2 separate regions of the Mus musculus genome follow, and region 2 is linked to region 1. The links are chromatin contacts, called in public HiCAR-type maps. All regions are on one chromosome and are shown on one strand. Each heading gives the region's core, a stretch centred on a gene start, on an enhancer-like site or on the middle of the called end of the contact. The rest is flanking DNA. Distances are from core to core; before and after follow the strand shown. Region 1 has its middle 54 kb from the start of Hdac2. Region 2 has its middle 58 kb from the start of Rfpl4b.

Region 1 (7,399 bases), core at 1,563-4,062:
GGGCATTCTTACATCTCAGCTGGTGGGAGGCTCAGTCAGACTATGGGTGAGAGGCTCCCTTAACTTCCCATGACCCCATCATTTCCTGGCATTTGTAGCCTGCCTCAAACCAATGTTTGTACAGTAGGAATTTAACATTCCTGAAAGCCACTCTTTAAAATGTCCTATTTGAACTGGCAAGATGGTTTATTGGGTAAAAGCACCAAACCTGATGTGGTGGAAACATTGCTCTAAGTTTCAATAATGAACACACATTCTACATATAGAAAAACCGAATCTCTTCTTTTTCCCTGACATTTGTTTTGCAAGTTCCTGCTGAGAGGATGCTGGTGAAAAGATACAAACAACCCTTTCTGTTTATTAGTCCTGAGACAGAATGTCTAGGATGCAGAGGAAGTCATCTCTTTTTTCCTCATTTGACTTTGATTTTATTTTAATGCAACATTCAGTTAAAAAAAAAAACTGAACATGGTTTAATAGCACGTATAATGCTAACAAAGAAAATGACCTTAAAAGCAATTTAGCTCAGCTTTAAGAAATAAAATCTATTTAGACGCAACAAATCGGTTTATAGAGTGTTCAATACAGATTTATGCCTGGCAGTTGCCGTGTTTTTATACCATCTAAGATTTTTGGAATATATACATTCTTTTTTCCTAAGAAAGGAAAATGAGAGTGTGTGTGTATGTGTGTGTGTGCTTGTATATGAGAGAGAGAGAGAGAGACAGACAGACAGACAGACAGACAGAGGAGACAGAGGAGAGAGGAGACAGAGAGAGCCAGAGAGAACGTCAGAAGCTGAGGGTTTTTTTTTTTTTTTTTTTTTTTTTAGTTGAGCAGAAAAGCACTGAGAAATAGGTTTTCTACATCCTGTGCTCATTAATAAGCTTATAGTGTCTGCTTTTCAGGACACAGGCATGGTAACCTATAGTGTTAGCACTTGGAAGGTGAGGCTGATGAGATTATAAATTACATAATCTATAATCTAAAATGTATAAACAGCCAGAATGATGTAGCAAGATTTTCTTTAGATTATTCATGTTAGTACTTTGTGTCTGAGTGTTTTGCCTACCTGTATATATGTTCACCACATGTGTGTTTGGTGCCCATGGAGGTGTGGGCATCAGGTCCCCTGAAACTGGAGTCCAAACAGATGTAAGTAATTATGAGTAAGTGCTGGGAATCAAATTGGATTCTCTGTAAGAACAACAGATGCTCCAGTCCCCTGCTTAAAAAAATATTAATTAAATAAAATCACTTTACTTTAATGAACTAATGAATTTAAAAAATCACACAGCTAGATTAAAATAGCCACTCAAAAACAAAATCAAAAACCCTTGCCCAGTCACAAACTCAGGCATCTACACAATTGGGTTGGCTATTCTGAAGCCAGGAGCTTCACTTGGGATTCTGGACTTTCATCATCTACAACATTTCAATGAACGTGCCCACCATACACATGAAGAAAAAATTGGACAGAGCTGAAACCTCAGTGACAGTAGTTTCGCATTCTCTCCGATTGTCTCTTGACTGAATGTCGCTTCTGCTCATCACCCTGCATTGTTCTTTTCTGGTCTCCTTTCTAAACACTACAACAGAATGCCCATCTTTACACCTGTTTGCATGGATCCATGTGTGCATTGCTGGCTAGATTCTGCACATGAGGGAAAATGTGTGGGTTTTGTTTATTCTGATTTCAGATCTCCTTGCTTAATATTTCCTTTCCAAGTGCATCCATTTTCTGTACTTTTTCTTCATAGCAGAATCATATTCCTTTTTGGATATGTACTACATATTCATTTCTCAGTCGCCTGTTGAAAGCCCTCTCCTGAAAGGCGGGATGGGTTCTGGACTAAGGCTGGTCAGTAGGCCTTGCTCCCCATCATCTCATGTATTTCTCTTTCTATTCCACTCATTTTTCAGTGATCTACATTCTTAAGAATGATCTACATTCTTAATTCATTCTATTGATGAAGATGATGGTGTTATCTTGTACATACCAAAACTTTGTGGCTTTAAAAGACAACACTCGATTTATCATTATCTCTCATAGCTCTGGATGTTGACTGGGTCTGATTCTGGGTTCCCTAAGTATTTGCAGCCTTAAACAGCCAGAATTTGGAGTTCTATTGGAAACTTCCCCAGGGCATCAGTACTGGTCTCCAGTCAGCATTGGGCTACTGGCTAGTACATCTGTGTATGACCTCTCTCTATTGTCTGACTTCATCATACCTTGGCTCATCCTAGCAGAGAGACCTAGGAGGAACCTGTAGTCTTTGCCAATACATCTTAAGCCTTACAACTTTTACTCCCCTGTGTGCTGACAGAAGAAATGAGTCACAAAAGTCTGACAGAATTTAAGGGTGGATATGCAGATTCCAATTTCTTATTTTAATGAGTGGCAGAATTCTGAGCCTATATTGGAAAAACACTGTAGAGTGTGGATACTGTGAAAACAGATTTCTAAGTCTTCACTTGTGCTGGTTTTATTTTCTTCATGACATTGCTCAGTTTTAAACATCACCTCCTTTTTCTACTAGTGGAATATCAGATTACCTACCCTGGAATTCGTTCCATAAGGACAAAGCTTTGTTCCCCTCTCTGCTGAAGATGAATCTCCGGAATCTAGACCAGAGCTAAGAACACATGGCCTCAGTTACTATCTGTGGAACACAACAAGCCAGATGTGCAAATCTGAATAATAATTCTGTCTTACTTCTGTGACTAAAGCAGAAGTCATCTGATACTCTGCTCTCATAGAGCATCATTCAATGTGAGCTCATCTGATGTCTCTTCATAGTTCAAGACATAGTCAGCTGTGTCTTTCACAGGAGTATTCCAAGGAGTTGTACCGGTTTCCAGGACACCAGCTCGTAGATGGTCTTATTTGTCTCAGTCTGGATGTGTTCTATTAGATAGCTTGTTAGTGGTGGTGGGAGCAGGCTTCTTTGCTGTGAAGCTATTCTTCTTTATGTGTCTTATGACGAATATGCATCCTATTCCTAGATACCCAGTTCCTCATCGAGCTTTGTACTCTGTATTAGCATAGACTCATAAGTTTCCATTTTATCTACTACTGTCATTATTCTAACGTTTAAACTATACCACACTTGGTCAATAAGAGCTTCATTGATTTCTGTATGCGTTTTTTTATAACTGACCATGCTTCAAGCACTTTCTTACAGTGTATATCCCAAGAGAATGAATTTTTTTCTTTCCTTGACCCAGAGCCAGCTATAACTTAGGAGAACTTCCATTCCTGTTTGTTGAGTACAATATTGAAAATTTGCAGTTGACAAGTTAGTCAGAGCAAAGTCTGATGTTTGGTGTTAATTAATGATTTTTAGTTTAGTCTAGGTTTTGAATCTTAAACCAATGTAAAGATTCAATGTAGTCAAAGCAACTTTGTCTCCAAATACTTGTGGCTTCAAAAGGCCCAAGTAGATTTTTTTTTTTCTGGCAGGAAAAGCATTGGTAGATAAGAATTTGAACCACTTTAAAGATCAAGATTGTGATGGTGACAGTCTACTCGTGTATATGGTTCCCCTAAATGCTAAAGACGCATCTAGAAAACACACAACTAAGGACATGCCCTTCTCGTTCCTCTCTTCAGTCACAAGTGTGAAGCTGGTCAATGATTCCCATTGCTATGCGCCCTTTGAAAGGAAAGAAAGGGGCAAATAGATGCATGGAATTGGCAATTTTATAAATCTTTTAAGGCATGATTTTTAAATATTGTCATCTACATACTATAAGTTTTAAGATGCCCACTTTAGTCCTTAAATAACAATCTAAACATACACTCTCAATAAAAATTAAAGAAATTATACTTTATTAATTCAGCAAAATACTAACTCTTCCATAATTATGATGTAGGTCTGGTATTCTTGACACAGATTTTATATATACATATATATATATAATGGTAAAGTAGGTTATATAACAAGTACATAATGTAACATATATTGATATATTTCAGGTCCAGAAGAAACTCCATTGAGATTTATAAACTGATGACATGACCACTCCATGGTATGGTTAAGAGGATGGATTTTCTTGTAGATAGGAGAGAAAGAACAGCCAGAGGCATCTGAAAGATTCTGGACGAGAAAGAGAAAGTAGTAGATTGAATATAGTCAGCAGACTGGACCTGGCTATGAAAGAAGCAAGGGGAGAGAGAGAGAGAGAGAGAGAGAGAGAGAGAGAGAGAGAGCAGAGTTATAAGAAGAATGAGTAGCTGGGGCGGGGGGGGGGGTGTCTGTGAGCTGGAGGGAGTTTAGGGTAGGGGAGGAAGTGAGAAGAGCCAGGATGCAAGGATGGAGTATGAAATGAGTAACAGGTACTTGTGATACTGAAGGAGACTGGAGGACAGAACGTATTGGTATGTTAATAGGCAACACAGATACCCACTTGTCCCTTCAGCCTTTGGGAATTTGGAGAAATAGTTTCCTTTGGACTTGACATTCCAGCCTTTTGTTGATGATGAGGGTGATGTAATCCCTTCTGTAACTGCTCCTCAGCTGAAATAAGAGCATCATTGTCAGGGCCCAGGATGGTTGAAATGCTGGTCAAAGGCTGCGAGGGGGAGAGGATCTAGGTAATGTTAGGGAACAGCTGGTTTTCTGACCAAACCTAAAGAGACAGAGAGCAATCACATTGGCCTGACTGGTTTACATCAGCTTTTATCAAGTCAAGGGCTCTCTGGTTCCACAAGACAACCTGGGCTTGACATGATGTTTTGGTTCAGTTGTCACGTCACAGTTGATTCCTGGATAGTGAATATCAACTGACTCAAAATCTGCTGAGACAGGTAGAGACTGGGGACAGAAGGCAAAGTAAAGGAGCTTAGGAAAAAGTCTTTATCTTGGGTGTCCACTTGAAACTTCCAAGCCTGGTAGCTGGGACAGGCAGGAGACACAGAAAGCTTAAGCTGGGGAATGACAGGAGGACTTGTCTGGAGGCTATTTGGCCCGTGACAGGTCACAACTCCCTGAAGGTTGCACGAAGTTTATGAACACCTTAAAGTTGAGAAGACATAAAACGTTTAGATATGTTAGCATGACCACTATCTGCCGTCTGCACTGAAATTCACATTGTAGTAGAAGCAGTTAACAAGTATTTGTAAACAGCTGGAGTAAACCCACACCTTAAGCCACAACAAAAGTGTAGGGACCCAAAAGGATCCTTCTGTGTTAAAGCATGAACAGTTTCCTCTCTCCAGAGTCCAGATATATCTATCTGTGTGTCTATATGTCTGATCCATGTTTATCTTTCTATAATCAAAGAAAATCAATTAAAAATTCTGAGCCTGTGACTATGCTAAGGCTAGATTAACAGATTATCAGAATGGCATTGGTTAGTGTGTTAAAAGTATGAACTTTTGAAGTCTTAACATATTAATAGCATAGCAGTAGGGAAAGAAATCTGAAATGTTTCTCAGGTTTTACATACCTTAAATCACATTCTTACACCCTCACAACTTGAGTAAACTATCCAATCATTTACCATGAGACATAGGTGGCTGATTACTGAGAGAAGTCATTGAAAAGCAAGTTCTCTTAAACAAAGCAGTAGTAAAAATAGTAATAGCAGCAGAGCTTGACTTTGCTTTTCACATGGAACCCTGTTTTATGAGTTTATTGGGCTTCATTGTGAAGCCTGTCAGCAAGGAAAAGCAGTCTGTGAGGCTGCCTTTCTCAGAAAAAGAACTAGCAGCTCTCGGAAAAACAAGGTTTGATCCTACTTATGAAGTGGCAAATGCAGCCTTGTGAGAAGGTGTTATTTGCCTTCTACTGCTAAACTGTAAAGGGTATAGCTTGCTAGCAATACCACTGGAGATACACGAAGAATAATCTGAGCAGAAAGTATATTCTAAATGGCCTCTGTATCAGTGAAAATGGCAGAGACTTACCCATTACGTGGATGAAGATTACCATGGTGATCTCATTTGTTTCATTGGGGGGTAGAGGATTCAGGGAAACATTAGTCTTCGACTCTGTGGTGGTTTGGATAGGTATGCCCCTCATAGACTCATGTGTTTGAATACTTGGCCCATATGGAGTGGCATTATTAGAAGGTGTGGCCTTGTTGGAGAAATGTGTCACTGTGGGAGTGGGCTTTGAGGTGTCATATGTTCAAGTTATGCCCAGTGTGACATGTGGTCCTCTTTTGCTGCTTGTTGATTGTTATGTAGAACTCTCAGCTCCTTCTCCAGCACCATGTCTGTGTGAACACTGTCGTGCATCCTGCCATGATAATGGACTATACCTTTGAAACTGTAAGCCAGCCCTGGTAAATGTCTTCCTTTATAAGAGTTACTTTAGACATGGTATCTTTTCATGGCAATAAAACGGAAACTAAGACAGAATCCCAGGCCCAGAAGATGTGAGACACTTACCTGTGGATGGTGATCTATCTTAGCTAGGCAAAGAGGGTTAGCCAATTCTCCAGTGTCCTGTTTGTCCATAATTTGGGCAGGGTCCTGGCTGTGGACAGGGTAGTCCTGGTAGAGTTTGTTTGTGCCCCATCATCTTCTTTGAAAGAACCCTTAGGGATGCTGGATTTCTGTCTATCATGGGAAACTTTTTCATTAACCACCTTAAATTTCATATTCAGCAGATCTTTTTGAGGAGTTCGAAGGATAGCATGTAATATAGTAAATATACCTGACTTTATACAAACTTTACTTGTTTTTAGATATTGCTTCAAGCTTAACCATGATAGCATCTACACAAGACTAAATAAAACTTGTCCTTGTAAATTAATTACATTTGTACTTAGCATGACTACATGTGTATTTCTGAGCACATTAAAGAATTTAATCACTTACAAGGTGACTGACCTTTAACTTGCATGTCTTAATTATCCTTAACTGTTTATAATACATGAGTAGCTTTTATAAGACTAGGATTTTACAGTTTTATCCCTGTTACGTTTGAGTCTTGAAATTTCAATTTAAGATTTAATTGAAGATCCTGTAGCATCAAAATAAAACTTTAAATCATAAGTACAGTCAACAGATAAACTGGGACCCTTACTTTCATAGTGTACCATTACAGAATATTATCGTTTCTTGTATAGCTCAGTTTACCCAAATAATTAAAGTTTAACAAAGTTAGAAGAGACAAAAAGCTAGACATAAATCTTCAAGTCAATTTCTGTTAGACCATAGGAATTTGTAAACCTTATTCATCAAATACACATTGTTCCTAATATAAAACTTTTAGTATCAGGACAAAAGTCATCATACCAAAATCCATCTTAATCCAAAATATCTTGGCAATATGCTGCTGCTTTCTTACTCTAAAAGGAGATAGTATGACAAGCAGATGGCCCAGTAGAACTGAAATATTTTATGGTTGCTGCCTTCCTTGGCTTATTCCGCATGATCATCTTAATC
Region 2 (7,399 bases), core at 2,290-4,789, 1.9 Mb after region 1:
TTTATGTTTTCTTTGTTATGTGAAATGTACAGTCATAACAGAAAACATTAAAAATATGGGCAGGTTCAAAGAACGTGTCAGAAAACAATATAAATCAAATCTAGGTGCAATGAATAGAACTGCCAGCAGAGGGCCCACTTCAACGCCTGGCAAATTCTCAAGGCAGACAAACTCCAAAGGGAAAAGACTTTGATTGCCTGGAAACTTCTGATTCCAATCGAAAATGTTCATGCCCAGAAATAGCACAATTGACCTTTCTTTTTTATAACTGAGTTACAAAAGCAATATTTAGACTTTCAGGTCTTAAGGCTTTCTTTAAAGTTTTTCTCACCATGCTTTCTGCTTAATGAGAAATTTTATATGACAGTCTCAATGTCATATTTCGGGATAATGTAGACATAGAATACCTGAGGGTGGAAGAGTGACTTTCACAGCCTCTCTACAGTACTTCAGACTATCTTGCTGATAACACAAACAGCCACTCTATAAAACTGGCTTTTGGCGGGGTTGGTTTGGTTTTTTTGCCGCATAATCCCTAGGTGGAAATGTGCAATTTACAAACACAGGAAGGGTGACTCTGTAGCAAGGAATCTTTAACAACCCAAGGCCTCAGGAAATGCACATCTGTTAAACACCATGTTTGAATGTCTGATCAAAATCTCCTTTGCATTTTTAAAAGACATCCGTAGATCATCTTGCATCATTTTAAGTCAGAATGTCTCTATTTCGCGTGACATTCTCAGTCAGCTACTTTTAAATAATTGTGAAAAATATAGGTGCCAACAAGACTTGTCTTGACATGTATTTACATCTGCGGACTGTCCTTGGAGAAAACTGTGATTTTTCAAAGTTAGGTAAGGTAGTTGACTTTTTTACTTAGATGTCCATTTCTTGCCTTGTCTTTGGATTGGAGGTAATATGGTTATCTATATCAAACGCCAAAAAGCTTTAGCCCACAAAGCCCAAATCTAGCCTACTGCCTAATTTTGTATGAACTACAAGGTAAGAATAGGCTGTATATTTTAAAATGGTCTTTAAAAGTCAAAATAGATGTAGTTTTCATGACATGAAAGTTATATATGAAACTGCTCACTGACCACTGTTTGATCTTTCATCAAAAGTTGTGGAATTTGTTTGCTTTCTGCTATACAAGCATTTACCTGGTAAGCTCAATTTTGCTTCAAGTCTTATGAAACCTAAAACACTATATTTACTCTCTAGTTCTGTATGGGAAAAGCTTGCCAAATTCTGAACTATGTCCTCCTTAACGCTCCTTGTGTTCTTCTTAATAATAAACCATGTTGCCCTGGAAGCACTGGAAGCAAAGAACTTGCAGACCTAGTTTCTCCAGGTAATCAGTGTTTGGAATTGCCTGAGTAGCAACAAGAAAACTGCTGTTTGCATCCTAGACTCAGAGTTCAACTTCTCTGGCCTGTGGTCTAACCAGAACCTCAATATTCTTGAAGATCCCCAGGTGATTCGAGTATGCGGTTTGCAGAGCTCTTTAGTTAGTGCTTTGGCAAATGCAACCCCTGCCCCCAGCTCAGGGGGCTCATTTTTGCTCCTTTAAGAGACCCAAGTGATCCTTCCCACCAGCCCCATGGGCTGGTGGCCTCCGGTTATTGAGGACAAAGTGGGCAGAGGCAAGGGACCGGTTCAGGACAGCTGGGAATACGGAAGTGTTGACTGACTTCTAAGGTCTGCTTCAGTGAGGCAACTCAATTTTATTCAGGGTGATGAAGGGTGGTTATAGATTTGGGGAGTGGGTAGGGAATCCCAAGGTGGATATACATTATTGACTAGGGTGGAGGCCTAGGAATGCTTCATCTACATAAAGAAGAATTCCAAGAACCTGGAGGGCAGGTTCTTATCCGAAGAGAGGAAGTTGAAGGGAGAGAGGAAGTTGAATTTGTAATCTGGCCACTGACTACTTCAGAGGTGAAGATGGTAGAGGTAGAAGTAGAGGTCGAGGTCGTGTGCTGGAGCGAGCACACAGGCTAAGAGCAGGGAGAGAGCTCTCCCAAATCCTACCAATCCTAGGATGAGATTTTGGGGTTTGGGTCACCTCTGAATCTCACATTTGCTTCAGGCCAGCTCCTGGAATGAACATCTCCACAGCCCCACAACCCCAAACTCTCCAAACTCCTGCCAAGTTCTTCAGTCCAGCCACTCCAGGACCATCCTAACAGCTAGTTTCAAGCCAGCCCATCACAGAGCTGGCCCCTTTTACTTTCTGAATGAAATCTCCTTCTTGTCTGTTTTCTCCTCTCCAACAGCATAGTGATTGAAAAGCGGTCTTAAGCCTAGCAGGTTTTAATGAGAGGTGCGGCCTGGAACAAATTCCTGAGTCAATGTGCTCATCTATGCCTTCAATAATAAGCCTGCTTTTAAATGTTTAGCTCTTAGAAATTTTAAAGATCACATGAGCTTTTCTTACTACTTGCTTAGATTGACACCACCTGGGCCCTTGTTAGGTATTTAGAATCTCAAGGCCCTTCTGGGCCTTAGAACCAGCATCTACATCTTACTGGCTTCCCAAGATGGTGTATACACATACATGCATTACATTTTAAGCAGAGCACTGGAAGCGTTGAAATTCACTAGACACGGGGCTGTCTCTTCTTTAAGGCTGGCTTTTATGCACAAACTGGTTTGCTTACAGTTTTTAAATCCATCTATCTACTATGAAACCAGATGAGGCTGTGGCAGGATTGGAGGTGATTAAGACAAATAAAGTCACCTTCATGCCTCCCTCTGATAGTCATGATCCTAGAGGTGCATAGCTAGTGAATTAAAAGAGCTCTTGTAAAGCTTACACACATACATGCACATATATACACATACATACATACATACACGTGCATACACACACACACACACCTGATGATGGCCTGCTGCAGAGCCTGTGGCCTGCTTCAGACAGCAGGGCCTCACCCAGTTGTCCTTGGACATTGTCTGGTAAGAGTGAGAAGTTGAGATCAGATGGGGTGCAGAAACTAGGATGTGACTATTCAGAGTGAGAAGCAACATGGAGACCAATAAATGCCAACACGTGGAACAGAAAAGTGGGACGCAACCCTGTCCTTGTCAAAGATTTCTGGAAGGAGATACGATTTGACACAAATCAAAAGGTTTATAAAGTTAACATGTTGAGTGGAATACCAAATATAAGCTGAGCTGCCCTAATCTCCGCATCGAAACCTGAAATTCTTCAGAATCTGGAACTTTCTGGGTACGGAAATGATGCCATCCATGGGAAAGTCCACATCAGAACTCATGTGACCCTGCAGTCCAACCTCATGTATATGAAAGCAGGATTTCACTTTAGAGACATGGCTTCATCAGGAACCCCCTGGGCGCCTACATTTAAGTCAGTTTTCTGTGCCTTCAGAAGGGCCAAGCTGGAGATTGTCTTAACTAAGCATTTATTTCTAAGTTAGGGCGGGTCTATAAAAGCTAAGGGAAAAAGAACATTCCATAATTAACTGAGGTATTTGGGTCATATCCATGGAACTGAGTGAGGTCATCTGCAGATCCGTGTCAAAGGCAGGATGCCGAGTACTTACTTAAATCCCTAAGTACTGCATGTTCATGCCACCCTGTGTTTTACTGAGCATGAGAAGTTTTGCCTTTGACTTTTCTCAAAGCGCTGGTAGAGGGGCTGGAGAGATGGCTCAGCGGTTAAGAGTACTGACTGCTCTTCCGAAGGTCCTGAGTTCAAATCCCAGCAACCACATGGTGGCTCACAGTCATCTTTAATGAGATCTGATGCCCTCTTCTGGTGCATCTGAAGACAACTACAGTGTACTTAGATATATTAATAAATAAATTAAAAAAAGAGCTGGTAGAGGGCTGAGATCATGAGGTCTTTAAACTCTATGTGGTCAAAGATGCTCTAGAGGAAATTCAAACATCCCTAATTCAAACAAGCCGATGTTTACTGAACACCTGCTCAGTGCTGCTGAGAGGTTGAACTTCCCTACCTGATAAGTGAGCCAGAGCCAAGTCCTGTCCATTTTGTCTAAAGGGAAAAGAGAGAGATGTGGTAACACAGCCAAATGTTACCATCTTACCCCTCCCTGTTTTTACAATGAGCTATGTTGCCTCGGTGCAAGGTCTCCATTACTTTCCAGATGAGAGGTCTGATTTCCTTTCTTGATCTATTCATTTTGAATGGATGCTGGCTTGCTTCAGCTGAGTTATCAATCCAGTTTCAAATCCAGATATTAAAAAAAGAAGGAGGAAGTGGGGAAGGAGAAGGAGGAGGAAGAGGAGGGGGAGAAGGAGGAAGAGGAGGAGGAAGAGGAAGAGGAGGAGGAAGAGGAGGAGGAGGAAGAGGAGGAAAGGTGGGGAAAAGAAAATGATGGAGTTAACTTTAGCCCCTGGACATGTATTCTTAACCTCTGACTTCTTGATGTGCAATTAACATGCCATTCCCCATATGTAAAAATTGTAGAAAGTACCCCAGAGAAATTTCCCATCATCACTGGTAGAAAGCCATTACTGAGTATATTGCTGTGGCTCCGTGGTGCATTTCCTCATTTTTTATGTCTACACTCTTCCTCTTGACAATGTTGAGTTCAGGGTAGAAGTCGAGGAAACTTACTCACTCGGAAGCTTAAAAATAGAAGTGTTATTTTCTGAGCACACAGGAAGGCAGCCAGTTCAGGATCTGAACCACCTCCCCAAAAGGAGACTGTACAACATTTTTATAGGATGGGAACACAAAGCAAGCGGGATGGGGTGAGATGCTGCATTGACCAATCATATTTTGACACGAGGGGTTAAACAAGGAAGTTAACATTGGTGACTGGGCCTTATCTAGAACACCTGGTTTCAGGGTCTTTGAGTCAGCTTTTGCAGACAGGTCCTTTCCTGGACTCTGGCCTGGAATTTTAAAATGATTAGGAAAACAGGAATGAGCCAGCTGCATGTAGTCCATTAAGTCAAGAGACGCAGCACATTCGTGAGTTGTGTGTCTTAGCTCAGATAACAGGATAACAGCATCTTCCCTTTTTACATCCTGTACTGGTTACAAACAGGAAACACCTGAAGATGCAGGATAGGCATTGGGTTGACCCTGCTATGGAGGTGGAACTCACCCCTGAGGTGGCTGAACTCAGGAAACTACCTCTTAACAGAGAAGACATTATCGGTAAATATTTAAAGAACTAAATGAAAGGGTAAATAAATAACAGAAAGCAACTCGGGTGTCTTAGCTCCTGCCCGTGGAAACTAATGCACCACAATGCGAGTAAAAGGAGAGAAAGGCTAGGAGAAAAGGCCTCATACAGTTCAAGGAGGAAGCTAGCTAAAAACAAAGCTAAACTGTGGTGCTTCGATATGCTTGGTCCAGGGAATGGCACTCTTGGGAGTGTAGCCTCCTTTATGGAAGTGTGTCACAGTAGAGGCAGAGCTTTGAGCTCTGCCTGGTGTGAGACATGATAGCCTCTCTTCCTGGCTGCCCTTGAATCAAGATGTAGAACCCTCAGCTCCTTCCCCAGTATCATGTCTGCCTGGATTCTGCCATGCTTCCCTCCATGATAATAATGGACTAAACCTCCGAAACTGTAAGACAGCTCCAATTAAATGCTGCTCTTTATAAGAGTTGCCTTGGTCATGGAGTCTCTTCACAGCAATAAAACCCTAACTGATACATATGCCCAAAAAGAATTCTGGAGATCTGGAACCTTTAAAACATGCAGGAGAAATAGCAGAAGGTGCTACACGTGAAGCATCTTTTGCTATAATATTGGTGAACAGAAATGTAACCAGCAGCTTCTATAGCAGAGAAGTTAGGGGCATTTTTTACAAAGAACCAAGCAGTAGATAGTAGATTCCCTTACATTCGAAATATGAAGAAGAAAAGGAGGATGAGGAGGAGGAGGAAATGAAGGGAGGGAGGAAGGGAAGGAAGCAAGGAAGGAAGGAAAGAAGGGAGAGAGAGAAAGAAAGTGAGAAAGACGACAACAGTGAAGAACTAGAACAGGATGGAAGGCAAGAGGAAGAGAAAAAGGAACAAAGGAGGGGGAAGGGGAAAGGAGAGAGGAGAGGGAAGAAGAGAAAGAGAGACAGAGATACCCAGCCCTTACTTCATAGCTAACTAGGAACTATACTCACTCTACTAGAAAGATGGCATCATGCACAAGCCAGTGCTATAGAGGAGACATCAATTTTCTGCTAATGCCACTGAGAAAGGATGAAGGACATTGATGACTTGGGGCAGCGTAGTGATGACCAAGAGCTCATAGTCTTTTGCCAAGTTTGTTTCAGAAATGGAATAGGAATGAAGTGCAATGGCAAGATTTATACTTCTCCTCGGTGCACAGCCAAAGCCAGCTCCACTGGGAAAGATTAATCGGGTGTTTTGTTTTCCAGTCTGTGCTTGCCTGCTCCAGGACAACTGGTGTTTAGTAGAAAATCTAGCTGAACATAATCCAACAAATGGGGCTTGTTATGATGTTCATGTTTTACTTTAAAATATTTTGACTTACAGGGCTGGAGAGTTGGCTTGGTGGTTAAGGTGCCTGTCAGCACGAGAACTTGAGTCCTGATCCCCAGCATCCGCGTGTAAAAGCTAGTCCCTGTTGCAACCCCAGACTAGGGAGGAGAAACTGGAAGATTTCAGGAGGAGCTCAGCAGCCAACCAGCCAGACTGAATTCATAAGCTCAAAGTTCAAAATCAAGGTGCAGAGTGATCAAGAAAGATGCCTTTGACCTCCACAGGCATACCTGTGCACGAATATACACACATATAATATACACACCAAAGTAAATATTTTTGCATAAATACTGTGTGTTAGTTTAAGTTGATAGAACCTCACTGTTGTCCATCATCCTAAGTGGAATTTCATACTTTATAATTGGTCGATCGGCTGGCTAGTTGACTCAGGATGCCTACACCGCAGAGACTTGTCTTAGTCAGGGTTTCTGGTGCTGCGAAGAGACAACACCATAAGCGGGGTAACAAAGAGAAACATTTAATTGTGGCTGGCTTACAGTTGAGAAGTTTAGTCCATTATCATGACAACAGGAAGTATGGTGGCGTGCAGACGGACATGGTGCTGGAGAAAGAGCTGAGAGTTCGACATCTTGATCTGAAGGCAGCAAAAGTGAACTGGCTTGAGCTTCTGAGACCTCAGAGCTTACCCCCATTGACAGACTTTCTCCAACAAAGCCAGGCCTACTCCAAGGCAATGCCTCCTAATAGTGCCGTTCCCTATAGGTCTATGGAGGCCATTTTTATCCAGACCACCCCAAGGCTATACACACTTTCCACTTTAATCTGCACCACAGGCAGGAAATTAGGCTAAGGAATAATGAATACAGTCATTCACTGATTGAATTACTGTGATAGTAGGTATGCAGGTATGTCAATAAAATGGTTTGGGATAACTTT

Evidence for each region. HiCAR-type assays count read pairs that join an accessible place to other places.
Region 2: a HiCAR-type map of fibro-adipogenic progenitors shows a contact between it and region 1, with 14 times the contacts expected there. The contact joins two enhancer-like sites. A contact is called at or near these places in 3 of 15 datasets of contacts at CTCF or cohesin (large pre-B cells, pro-B cells and stem cell-derived epiblast-like cells), 8 of 484 Hi-C or Micro-C datasets (cerebellar granule neurons, cochlea, cortical neurons and 5 more), 4 of 115 datasets of contacts at active chromatin or transcription factors (astrocytes, embryonic stem cells, fibro-adipogenic progenitors and 1 more) and 1 of 9 other capture datasets (embryonic stem cells).

What each region holds. Positions count from the first base shown.
Region 1 is chr10:37,024,374-37,031,772 of GRCm38.p6, forward strand. No RefSeq gene overlaps it. Among named protein-coding and RNA genes, the nearest start is that of Hdac2, 54 kb to the left of the region's middle. Within about 2 kb of position 2,813, at least 8 of the 459 cell types and tissues checked have an H3K27ac peak or open chromatin away from gene starts, as enhancers often do. A contact at or near this core is called in fibro-adipogenic progenitors, where this site is marked.
Region 2 is chr10:38,875,937-38,883,335 of GRCm38.p6, forward strand. No RefSeq gene overlaps it. Among named protein-coding and RNA genes, the nearest start is that of Rfpl4b, 58 kb to the left of the region's middle. Within about 2 kb of position 3,540, at least 24 of the 459 cell types and tissues checked have an H3K27ac peak or open chromatin away from gene starts, as enhancers often do. A contact at or near this core is called in fibro-adipogenic progenitors, where this site is marked.